Linked DNA regions of Oryctolagus cuniculus: region 1 is linked to region 2. The links are chromatin contacts, called in public Hi-C maps. All regions are on one chromosome and are shown on one strand. The core of a region is the stretch at or near the end of the contact, and the rest is flanking DNA. Distances in the headings are between cores, read along the strand shown.

Evidence for each region. A called contact is a pair of places that touch in the nucleus more often than the background predicts.
Region 1: a Hi-C map of an unstated tissue shows a contact between it and region 2, with 2.8 times the contacts expected there. The contact joins the enhancer-like site here to the promoter of DNASE1 in region 2. A contact is called at or near these places in 2 of 6 Hi-C or Micro-C datasets (ear pinna and an unstated tissue).

What each region holds. Positions count from the first base shown.
Region 1 is chr19:32,072,053-32,075,184 of mOryCun1.1, reverse strand. ZNF174 (zinc finger protein 174) reads left to right here. Exons shown (of 3, transcript XM_002722770.5): 3 at 36-3,105. The coding sequence ends at 637. Among named protein-coding and RNA genes, the nearest start is that of NAA60, 9.3 kb to the right of the region's middle. Within about 2 kb of position 1,559, at least 1 of the 8 cell types and tissues checked has an H3K27ac peak or open chromatin away from gene starts, as enhancers often do.
Region 2 is chr19:31,857,912-31,860,698 of mOryCun1.1, reverse strand. DNASE1 (deoxyribonuclease 1) reads left to right here and starts at 1,432. Exons shown (of 9, transcript NM_001082740.1): 1 at 1,432-1,591; 2 at 1,927-2,071; 3 at 2,394-2,482; 4 at 2,632-2,715. The coding sequence starts at 1,928.

The DNA.
Region 1 (3,132 bases), core at 310-2,809, 210 kb before region 2:
GTCCAGAAAATGAAGCCTGTCCTTTCTAATTGTAGAGGCCCCCAGAGTGGGAAGTGACAACAAGGAGAACCCTCAGCCGGAAGGGGCTAAAGGAGCAAAGCCATGCGCAGCGTCAGCCGGCAGGTCCAGGGGCGGTGGGCTGCAGAGTCCCGAGCCCCGAGGGGCGAGCCTGGCTGAGGCCCGGCTGTCCCGGAGGCAGGGCGGCTCCCAAAGTACCCAGAAGCCATTTGCTCACTACCAGAGACACTGCAGGGAACTGGACCACATCAGCAGCCCCCTAAAAACGCACCCGCTGAGGGAGCTGAAGAAGAGCAAAGGAGGCCGAAGAGGCCTGAGCGGCCGCCTGCCGCGGCTCAGCCACCCGGCGCCGCGCTCGGCCAGGAAGCCCTACAGGTGCGACGACTGTGGGAAGAGCTTCACGTGGAACTCGGAGCTGAAGAGACACAAGCGCGTGCACACGGGAGAGAGGCCCTACGCCTGCGGGGAGTGCGGCCACTGCTTCGGGCGCCAGTCGACCCTCAAGCTGCACCAGAGGATCCACACCGGCGAGAAGCCCTACCAGTGCAGCCAGTGTGGGAAAAGCTTTCGCCAGAGCTCCAACCTTCACCAGCATCACCGGCTCCACCACGGCGACTGAGCGCGCCCGGCGCCAGGAGGGTCTTCGGGTTTCCCCTCCCCTTCCCCGCATGGAAGCCACAGACCGCGTGACTTGCAGGACAGCAGGGGCCCTGGAGGGGTGCGGGTGCCCATCTGGCCGGTGAGGAGCCCGGCAGAGGCTGACCGGGGTCCTGACCGGGCCCAGTGCTGGGAGGAAGAGCCGGCGGCTGTGGGCAGGGGCCGTCTGCAGCAGGTGGCAGGCAGCTCCCGAGGGAGAAGCCGGGTGACCCCACGGGGCCCTGACCGTCCCGTCGCCCTCTGTTGCTTTACTTGTCTTCTCAAATACTAAAAGGTAGACTGTGTATGTCGTGCATTTCCTGTCAGGCCAGACAATCAGGTGGTCCAGCAGGACTCCAGGCAGCCAAGCCCCAGCGCTCTGTGATACCCAGCTGTGCTTAAGCGGAGGAGTTGATCATTTGTGTGAGCAGAGGGTTTCCAAGTAATTAGATCCAGAAAGAAAGAAAAAGTGTGGCGAGGGATCCTTTTCTGCTGAACACCTCTGATTTAGAAGAAGATCCACGTGGTTGCTTTGTCCCTAGCCCGAGAGGTAGGGAAACTACCTAACCCTGACCCTGACCCTGACCCTAACCCTGACCCTAACCCTAACCCTCACCGAGGCCAGAGACTGCTCGGGGACGCCAGGGGTCCTCCCCGCTCCGCCTGCTCGCCGAGGCCGCTGGTTTGAGGAACGACAGAAGGGATGGGGTGACGACGTGTTCTGAAGTTGGATTGTGCTTGCAGAGCTTGGGTTCACTTGATGGTATGTAAATTGTGCCTCACGAGTGTTCTAAAACATAAGAGAGTATATTTCTATAAAATGCTCAAGTCCTGGACCTGGGCCCTGGGAAATCCTCTAATCCTCCCCCCTCGTTTTCTCAAAGTACAAATAAAACCCAGGCAGTACGAAAGTGTTAGTCACCCGGGCAGCCAGCCATTCCTCAGTGTGGGGGAATCGGGCCGATCCGATCCGTGTGCACCGCCTGCGGAAACAGGCAGGCAGGCGCCCCGGGCGCTCTTATGCCCCCAGAATCCCATGTCAGTGCACACTCTGCCTTTGAACACTCTCCCGTTTGCATCTGGGCCTGTGACACCCCCTGCCTTCCCCCAGCCGCCTGGGCACAGCTTTGCTGGCTGAGCCTCTGGGGAGGGAGGGCTGCCCGAGACCTCTAGAGGAGTGGACGCTGGGGTCGTGCTGAGCGCCCCCTAGTGCCCAGGATGCCCCACAGCAGTCACGCGGCTCAGCCGCAGTAGGGCTGCGGTGGGGGGACTGCTCCCCACACGCTGCTTGGGGAGAACGACCTCATTTTCCACTCTTGTAGCTTTTAGACTCGGCCCGTGTCCAGCTGAAAGAAACGGATACTAGCTGAGACCCTCGCTTTCCACTCAGGGCCCATTTTGGCCTGAATGCAGTGACCCTGGGCACAGTGGGTGGGCAGCACTTGTGTTTGGGGCAGAGGCGCATTGAAAGCCCCGTGGCTTCCTCATAGCTGTGGTGGCCCTGGAGGCCTCCCTCCCAGCTCCTGTGCTGCCCACCACGGGACCCCTCTTCAAATTCAGCTGCCTGCTAGCGCACTCCGGTCTGCAGCCTCCCTGGTCAGAGACTCTGGGTTTCTCATCTGTTCCCCCATCCCTCGCCCCACTCTCTTTCTAGGCCAAATTTCACTGTTGTCTCTTAAGTTCCAAGTCATGGTCATGTCTGTGTTCCTGCCGATGCTGTAACAATGCCCGCAAACTCAGTGGCCTAACACAAGCTTCTCCAGTTCCGGAGGTCGGAAGTCCAGCATGAGTCTCGCTCAGCCAAAATCCAGCTTTCTGGAGGGCTGGGCCCTTCCACAGGCTCTGAGAGCGAATCTGGCTCTGGGACTTGTTCAGCTTCTAGTTGCCACCTGTGCTCTGTGGCTCATGGGCCCCTCCAGTGTCCCTGCAGTCTCTCGTTACATCACCTGCTCCTCTGACCCGGACGCTCCCACCTCCCTCCTCTGAGGACGGTTGGGATTCTCTTGGGCCCAGGATGATCTTCCCATCTTAACACCCTTAACTTAGTAACAGCCGGGAAGCCCACGGGCCACATAAGGGACGGTGCCAGGTTCCAGGACCTAGGATGTGGACATGTTTGGGGCCTGATGATGCCCGCCAGGCAGGTCCATCTCGAGTCAAGCTGCTCCATCCGAGAGGACCCCTGCCTGAGAGAAAGAGCGTGCGTTTGCACTTCCCTTAGCTATAAAGCTTGGCACAGGGCCCTTCCTGCAATGAGAGCTTGTGCTTGCTCAGTGTGCTTCACAAGGAGCCGTGTGTGTCTGTGTGTGTGTTTGCGTGTGTGCGTGCATGTGTGTGCGCACGTGTGTGTGTGTGTGTTTCCACTCATTACAGAATTGATAAATGTTTAATCTTGGTGTCTTTGGATGATGAACTGTCAACCGTGGACCCTGAATAAATGTGACAAAATCACCACTCTGCTCATTTCTTTCCCAAAAG
Region 2 (2,787 bases), core at 183-2,682:
AGGCAGGAGGGTAAGGACTGCCCCGGAACTCCGAGCGGCCCACCAGAGACCCTCAAGGGGCCGGACTGACATGAGCCGTGTGGTGCAGCTGGTTTGATCCTGTGGAGGGCGGTGCTGGCCTGTAGGGTTGCTCCCGCTCCTGCGCCTGTCAGAGGCAGGCACACCTGCGTCGAATATGCCTTTGCCTGGTGTCTGCGGACTGGAGTTTGCGGAGGCTGTCTCAGCCTTGGGCATGGACAGCAGGGGAGCGATGGCAATCAGAACTCCCTCCAAGGCCTGTGTGGGGGCTCCCGGCAGCCTGAGGAGCAGGCCAGTGATTCTACTAAGTGGACACCTCAGGACAAGTGAGTCAGTGCCCATGGCCAGAGCTGTCTGTCAGCAGCTTGTTATATAACAGGACTCTGGCCGGTCTCCTTGGAGCTGGCTCACCCCCTACTGTTTTTAATCTCCACCATGTCCACCCTCTGCTTCCTGGCCAGCTGGGTGGTGGCCCTCGTCCTCTGACCTTGACCCTCTGCTGACTGCTGCCACCCCCCATCCCACCTGCTCTGGTGGGCTGAGGGATGGCACCCCAGAGGAGGCCCTGTCCTCTCTCTGGAACCTCCGGTTAACCTGCATGCAGATGGCCTGGGCCATCGGGAGGGTCCTGACTCAGGCGCGTTAGTCAGAGGGAGAATGGACACTGACGAGGCTGTGGACACAGGTGGGAGTGAGGTGGTCACAGCCAGGGAGCATCAGGGACCAGGGAGCCCCGAGGAATTGTCCCCCGGCCTTACTGACACCTGAGGCATAGCTTCCGGCCTCCAGGACTGGGCTGTGGTTGGAAGCCACGGATTTGTATTTGTTACAGCAGCCACAGAAAAGGGGTACAAAGGCCAAAGTTTCCAAAAAGGATAGACGCACACTCTGCTCTGTCCTTGAGCCCTAATGACAAGGGTCTCCTGGACCTCAACAGCCAGTCCTCCCAGGTAAGAAGGCTCCCTGCCGAGTGCATCTCACAGCTGACAGCTGCGCACCAGGAGGGCTGGGGGTGGGGGGAGGCCGTGGTGGCCTGGTGGCCGCGAGCTTCATTTGCACCGTGCAGCCCAGAATGTGGCTCCAAGGCGCCCTCGGGGCCCCAGTCCCAACCTGCAGCATACACACGGCCTGTCTCAGGGCAGGAACCTGGCAGGGCGGGAGGGCTGCACGTGCGGTGGGCATGGGAGTCTTTGGCCCTAATTTTAGACATTTCGGAACCAAGTGCAAACATGATTATCAAGGGTATTTATAGCAGCAAGGAACTGGTGCTGTTGAAATCACCTGCGTGGGAAGGCCACACAGACAGCACCATTGTTCCCTGCTGTCAGGTGAAGGGCACCCACCTGCAGGGAGGGGGTGTGGTCACAGCTGCCTGAACCTTTTTAAAGCCCAGGGCAGCCAGCGCTGCCTGTGCCGGGATCCTGAGCCCAACAGGTCTACCGGGGCCTTGGGGTCAGTTTTCTTCAGCGGCCTCCCTTTGTAAACTAACATTTTTCCTTAAAGCAGCAAAAGGAGAAAAATTAACATCCGAATATTCCACAATTGGAGAATTACTGCACTCTCATTGTCTTGGGTAAGCACCAGGCTGGAGTCCCCCTGGGTGTCTGGCCAGTCTCAGAGCGGGGAGGGCAGTGGGAGACCAGGCTCAGCCGAGTCCAGCCGGGAGCGCGTGGGGCTCAGGTGGCCACAGATGCTTCTGGCTGGCATTGTGCCCAGGGCCGGTTTGCTGGTGGGCAAGTGACCCAGGGTCGTGTCTGTGGCACTAGGTGTTTGCCCCTCTGGACGCTGGCAGAAAGGCTGAGGGTCCTGTGTTCTAGCACGAGACGGCCTTGGCCTTGGGCCTCCCGAGCTACTGGCAGGCCGGGGCAGAGCCTCATCACCTCTGCTTCTCTGCCCCGTCTCCCCCAGCATGAGGAGCGAGATGCTGACGGCGCTGCTGACCCTGGCTGGCCTGCTGCAGGTGGCCGGGTCTCTGAAGATTGCAGCCTTCAACATCCGGTCTTTTGGGGAGACCAAGATGTCTAATGCCACCCTCACCAGCTACATCGTGCGGGTCAGTCCCCAGGGGCCTGTCCCTGAGGACAGAGGGACTGCAGGGGCGGGGTTAAGGATCCCTACGTTATCTGGTGCACGGTCTAGGTTTGTGCCCAGGGCATCTGGGTAAGGCCAGGCCGTGGGTGCAGGGCAACCAGAGCCTTATGGGCCTGCCCTTGTGTTTTCACGGCTGGCGGCTGCGTCCCCACTTGGGCTTTGGCCAGATGGAGATGCAAACAGCCCAGGAGCAGCAGCCCTGGCTCCCACGGTGACCCTGGGGGTGGGGGACGCAGAGCCCCCTCAGCCACCTCCACTCAGCTCTGCTGCGGCCCCACCCCCAGATCCTGCAACGCTACGACATCGCCCTCATCCAGGAGGTCAGAGACAGCCACCTGACGGCCGTGGGCAAACTGCTGGACAAGCTCAATGAGTGGGTGACAGCTGTGGGGCCTGGGGAGGTGACGAGCACTCCCAGGGCGCAGCCTCACTGCACTTGGGGCCACTGATGGGGACGCGGGCAGGGCCTGCCTGTGGCAGCCACTATGTCGCCTCAGCCAATCTTTGATTTTGCTTCTCCAGGAAGGCCGCAGACACCTACCGCTTTGTGGCCAGTGAGCCCCTGGGGCGCAGCACCTACAAGGAGCGGTACCTCTTCGTGTACAGGCAAAGTCGGGGTCCCGGGGCTGGGGTGGTCTGAGAGTCCAGTGAGGCCCTGCAGGGGGGCCTGGGTTGCAG